2 separate regions of the Mus musculus genome follow, and region 2 is linked to region 1. Evidence: chromatin contacts called from public Hi-C data. All regions are on one chromosome and are shown on one strand. Each heading gives the region's core, a stretch centred on a gene start, on an enhancer-like site or on the middle of the called end of the contact. The rest is flanking DNA. Distances are from core to core; before and after follow the strand shown.

Evidence for each region. Hi-C and Micro-C count contacts between places; a contact is called where the count stands out from the background.
Region 2: a contact with region 1 is called in a Hi-C map of liver, with 1.8 times the contacts expected there. The contact joins the enhancer-like site here to the promoter of Ptprf in region 1. A contact is called at or near these places in 6 of 39 promoter capture datasets (the 3T3-L1 cell line, 3T3-L1-derived adipocytes, the HPC-7 cell line and 1 more), 2 of 15 datasets of contacts at CTCF or cohesin (CD8 T cells and the NIH/3T3 cell line), 17 of 484 Hi-C or Micro-C datasets (the C2C12 cell line, the N1E-115 cell line, cortical neurons and 13 more), 6 of 115 datasets of contacts at active chromatin or transcription factors (the HPC-7 cell line, double positive thymocytes, embryonic stem cells and 2 more) and 2 of 9 other capture datasets (adipose tissue and pancreatic islet).

What each region holds. Positions count from the first base shown.
Region 1 is chr4:118,289,986-118,292,685 of GRCm38.p6, forward strand. Ptprf (protein tyrosine phosphatase, receptor type, F) reads right to left here and starts at 1,412. Exons shown (of 33, transcript NM_011213.2): 1 at 1,195-1,412.
Region 2 is chr4:118,355,653-118,358,352 of GRCm38.p6, forward strand. No RefSeq gene overlaps it. Among named protein-coding and RNA genes, the nearest start is that of Szt2, 52 kb to the right of the region's middle. Within about 2 kb of position 1,304, at least 11 of the 459 cell types and tissues checked have an H3K27ac peak or open chromatin away from gene starts, as enhancers often do. A contact at or near this core is called in intestinal crypt epithelium and liver, where this site is marked.

The DNA of each region.
Region 1 (2,700 bases), core at 162-2,661:
GGGTGGTCCTCCCTCCCATTCCACAGCTACTGGCAGGTAGAGCTCCCACCCCACCTGCTCCAACTCAGGGGCCCTGCAGAGGGAGGGGGAGAAATGGGGAGAAGGGCTAGCCCCTCCCCCTCCCGGGGTAAGAAGAACCAGAGGGGCCGCATTCCGGAGACGTGGGGGAGGGGGCCTGACAGAGGGGGATTCAGAGACACCAAGCAGAGAGACACCTAAGGAGGGAGCTACAGAGACATGGAGGCACAGAGGCCCGGGGAGAGGGAACAGGGAGACCCGGGGAGAAGGAACACGGAGACTCGGGGAGAGGGAACATGGAAACCTGGGAGAGGGAACAGGGAGACCTGAAGAAAGGGAACACGGAGACCTGGGGAAAGAGGACAGGAAGACCAGGGAGAAAGAACCCGATACTCGGGGAGAGAAACAGAGACTGGAAAGGGAGAGAAACCCACGGCTGGACAAGCTGAGACCGCAGGGAGGAAGATCGGGAGGCAGTGAGCGACACAGGGAGCCGGAGACACCTAGGGAAACCGAGAAAGGCGCCGAGACGAAAACCCGGGCGCAGAGACTGGGGACCAGGCACACCCGAACGGGACGGGACGGGGCGGGACGCCGGGAGGCGACTGAGTGAACTTTCGGAGCGGGTCCGAGCGCACCCGTCCTCCCGGGACGAGCCGCTCTGGGGCCTCGAGGGCGCCGCTCGAGGTGGGGGTTGGGACCGCCCGGCCGGCCCCTCCCCGGGCCGCGCTCCGTACGGAGACCAGGGAAGGGGGGCTCGCAACTCACGCCCCGCTCGTCCCGGGGCCGCACGTGCGCCCGGTTGCCCGCGAGACCCGGCGTCGGCTGCGGCTCTTCCGCCGGCGGGGAGGGGGCGCCGTGGGACGGGGGAGGCGGCCTGGACCCGCCCGGGGCCGGCGGGGGAGGCTGAAGGCCGCCCCCGGAGCGCGACCGCGGCGGATGGGGAACCGGGCGCCCACCGGCGCGGGGAAACTTTGCACGGGGGGTGCGGGCTGCGGCTCAGGTGCGGCGGGGGCTCGGACGAGATCGCGGGCGCGGCAGGTGGGGGCGCGGCCCGGCCTCCGGGCGCCCCCGGGCCCGCCCCCGGCTCAGCTCCACGGACGCGGGGGCAGGGTGGGGATGGCGCGGAAGGGCCGCGCATCGAGGGGCCCGAAGGGGGCTCGGGGGGTCACTCACCGCCTCTCCGGGGGCCGTCGGTCTGCATGTCCCCCCTCGAGCCGCTGAGGCCGCCGTTCTCAGTCCGCCGCTGCCGCCGCCGTCGCCCGCTCCCGCCACCGCCACCTCCACCGCCGCCCGAGCAGGAGCCGGAGCCGGAGCCGGAGCTGGAGCCGGAGCCGCCGCCTCTGCCGCCGCCGCCGCCACCGCTCCCGCGCCAGCTCCAGCCGCGCGCGCCCGCCCGCCCGCGCCCGCGTCCCTGCCCCTGCCGTGCGCGTCCCCGGCGCCGCCCCTCCCCTCGTGCACTCTCGCTTGTAGAGGAGTGGAGCTGTAGGCCCAACGAGGCTGCAGACCAACCCCAAGTCTAAACCGCCTGGAACATCAAAATTGAGCTTAAACCTCAGGAACGAGCGTGGATAGAACCAAACTTAGACACAAAAGTCCAGACCCTCCCAAATCCTCACATGTACGTAATACTTCTCTAGGGTCCCCTGCCGCCAATCCAACCCAGAACCACCTTTAAACCTAATGTTGAGTCCAGACCCTAAAATTTGCCTAGCAATCAGAAAAAGTAGTAATTTTTTTTTTAACTGAACGCCTATAGTGTATGGACTCCAATTACAGATTCGAACACTAAATGGCTTCATTTCTTCTACCTGGCCTAAGTTTGATATTGATAGCAGCCCCAACCCTTGGTCTGAATGGAGTCCGGTATAGATATTGAGACCCTTATACAGAAGAAAATACTATGCTAAGGCAGCTGCCTCACACCGGAGCCCAGTGCTTTCATGTGTTCTAGTCTCTGCTTTATTTCTATCCCAGACAAGAACATTTCCCTGCTGGGATTCTTGATTTTTAAAGAAGATTTTTATTTATATATGTATTTGTGTGTGTACGCCAGTGTGTGTGTGTGCTTGTATATGCATATTCACCGTGTGGTGTTACAGGAGGGTGTGAGGAACCCAGTGTGGGTGCCGGGAACCAGACCCAAGTCCTCTGCTCTTGATTGCTGAACACTCCAACGCTGAAACTCTCAATTCCAATAGAAAAATTGGAACTGGGTCACCAGAGGAGTTGGGGAACACACCCTAATACAGACACTGATCTCAATACCTCTCCCATCTTGGTGATCTTTTAGTATAATAATCTGATCCAACTCTAATAATTGTGCAACCTGAGATGGGACTGGCTTTACAGAAACTCCACACGGACCTTTATCTCTACACCGCTCTTCCCCTGTGCTCTGATCTGAGGTCAACCCCACCCAGAGGCTAACCAATATCCCAACATCTACACTAATTCTAGCAGATATGAATGATCCCCGGTCTCAAGATCTGTTCAGTATACGCCTTAGCATTGAATTCCAGACTCCTTGTCCACAGCCACACCACCCTGAAACCATCCACTTGCATTTGAACTTCACTGACCTCATGTCAAATTCAAATGCACGTGCCACCGTGTCCAGTGTGTGCAGTGCTAGGGACTAAACCAATAACCTGCTTGAAGATTTATATTCCAAGCTGTGAT
Region 2 (2,700 bases), core at 54-2,553, 66 kb after region 1:
ACAAACGGTGCAAGGAAGCCGGGTCTGTAGCAAAGCTTTGAGATGATGAAATGTTAGCACAGAATATGCTAGCAGGTGGTAGGCATGCGCACAGAAGGTCTTAAAGTTCTGTTTTTATTAAATATGAAACTGATACACAAAATTGGTGCCTACAAAACATATGTAAGCGATAAAGAAGCGAGACATAATTAGCATACATGGCTGTCCCCACCCAGTTTAAGGGAAGGGATGTCGGTGACTTCCCAGGTCTCCAGTACCATCTTTTTCTCTCCCCTCCAGACACAATCATGCTTTGTGATTGCTATTCACATTTTTTAAAAACAGAGATGTTAGCCAGGAAGTGGTGGCACAGGTCTTTAATTCCAGCACTTGGGAGGCAGAGGCAGGCAGATTTCTTAGTTTGAGGCCAGCCTGGTCTACAGAGTGAGTTCCAGGATAGCCAGGGCTATACAGAGAAACCCTGTCTCGGAAACCAAACAAAACCCAGAGATGTTTGTATCTCCTCATGTGGTGGTGGCTTCTCTGCCTTTGTATAAGTGGAAACAGGGCTGGTGACAAGGCTTAGTGGGTAAGAGGCTTGCTGCACAAGCCTGGACCTAAGTTCAACCCCAGGATCCCACCACAGAAGAGATTCGTTCCCAGTATCCATGTCCTGTTCCAGCGAGTCTTAACAGTACAGGCACCCACACTCAAGTGCACACCTACCTGCTGACACATGCATATAAATCAGACAAAAATCTTTGACAAAATAAAACTGGAAGCACGCCATGCCATACATATTTCTCTCAAAATGATGTTTCTGAGATTTTTAAATACCATCACCTTAATGTTTTCACTTTGAGCCAAACTTTACTTGCTCCAGTACGAGAGGAAACTCAATTTTGAGCCTGAGCTACCAGCTTTGCCTTTCCCTCTCTGTGGGACACGGTAATGGTACTACCACTCATCCGTGTGTGTCTGTGGATGTTTGGCCCATGTTAGCCTTTTGCTGGGTAAGCTATGTGGTTATGAATATCACGAGGCTTATTCCTGCCACACTTGTGCAAATGTTTCTTCAGGGAATACACCTGAATGAGGAACTGCTGGATCCAGGGCGTATCAGCTTTTAGAGATCATGCCAAATTGTTTTCCAAAGCGGTTAGAGTGATTTCCGTTCGCACTGGCATTGGGGAAGCTTGCCAGTTGTTCTAAATCCTATCGGCTATCTGCCATGGACTTTCATTTTTGCCGACCTGGAATGTATCAGATGGATCTCACTGAGGGTTCACTTGTGTTGTACACAGGACTGCAGAAGGTTTCAACACTGCACAGATGGATGCTATCACATGACCAGATGAGACTCTGGACTCTGCCTTGAACTTTAGCTCTCATCCATTAGCTAATCCAGGTTGTTGATCCCACAATGAAACATTACTCCTATGCAAATTCTCTGGGCAAAAGTTAAAACTTGGCATAATAATTTAGTATGATGCCTGGGACAGAAAGTGCTAGAAACTATAGATGATCAAGTTATGAATGAAGAAAATACTTTGTAGGCTGGGGTGTAGTTTGGTGAAAAATCACGTGTTCCATGTACAGGGACCTGGGTTCTAATCCTAGCATGGAAAAAGGGGGGAGAATTGTTTTCATGGACACTGTGCTCCATATTTTATTGAAAGCCATAAGGGAGTCAAGAGGAATTGCGAGTCATGTCCACCTAGTTCATAAAACTCTCTCTGCTGCCATAAAGGAATATGGAGAGGGTGTGGCTCACTGTGGGTTAGAACATTTAGTTCCTGATTCAGAACTCAGGAGGTGGAGATGCGACTAGGATTTAATTACAATTACCTTGGTACAAGTGAGATTTACAGCAAAGAGCTAATAAAGATGTCTTCCCTTGGGTGTCACTCTGGATTGTAAACCTGCTGATTGATTAACAAGCTAAACTTAGTTAAGAGGCCACAACCTGATCGGACTCTAGCCGAGAGACATGTGCCAAACAAGCCAAAGGTCCAAGAGAAAATTCAACGGCAAACGGGCAAGAAATCAGGTGATGCACCAGTGAGCTGGTGGGTCTGAGGCTGAGCCGCAGGGGTGGAACCTCTAAGCTCGAGGCTTGAGGATGGGATGAGCCTGGTCCTGAGCTGGATGTCCTGAGCTGGAGCTGAGCAGAGCAGTGGAAGCTGGCTGGGGGCATCTGCAGCGCTCAGCAAGTAGACTGGCTTCATTATGATAGCAATGACCTGTGAATAGTTAGTTAATGGCTGAGCGCTAAAACTCGAGGGTAGAGCTCAGCCTCATAAAACTTCTTTTTCTTTTCTTTTCTTGTTTGGTTGGTTTGGGTTTCTGAAAGAGGGTTCCTCTGTTTAGCCTTGGCTGTCCTAGAACTAGTTCTGTAGACCAGGCTGGCCTCGAATCACAGATATCTGTCTACCTTGGAGGTGCTGGGATTAAAGGCTTGTGCCACCATCACCCAGCTTCCTTTCTTTTTCTCAGACAAGGTCTTCCTACATTCCTCAGGCTGGCCTTAAACCCACAGTGACCCTGTCTCAGTCTCCTCAGTATTTGGGATCAGAGGTGTACACGATCCTTATAAATATACCTTTCAGAAAGCACTATATCATTGCTATTAGGAATTTAAAGAGTGCGGGAGACAACCCCACTGGAACTGCCTGTTCTTCCACAGAACCCAAGTCTCAGTTCACAGCACCTATAGGGCAG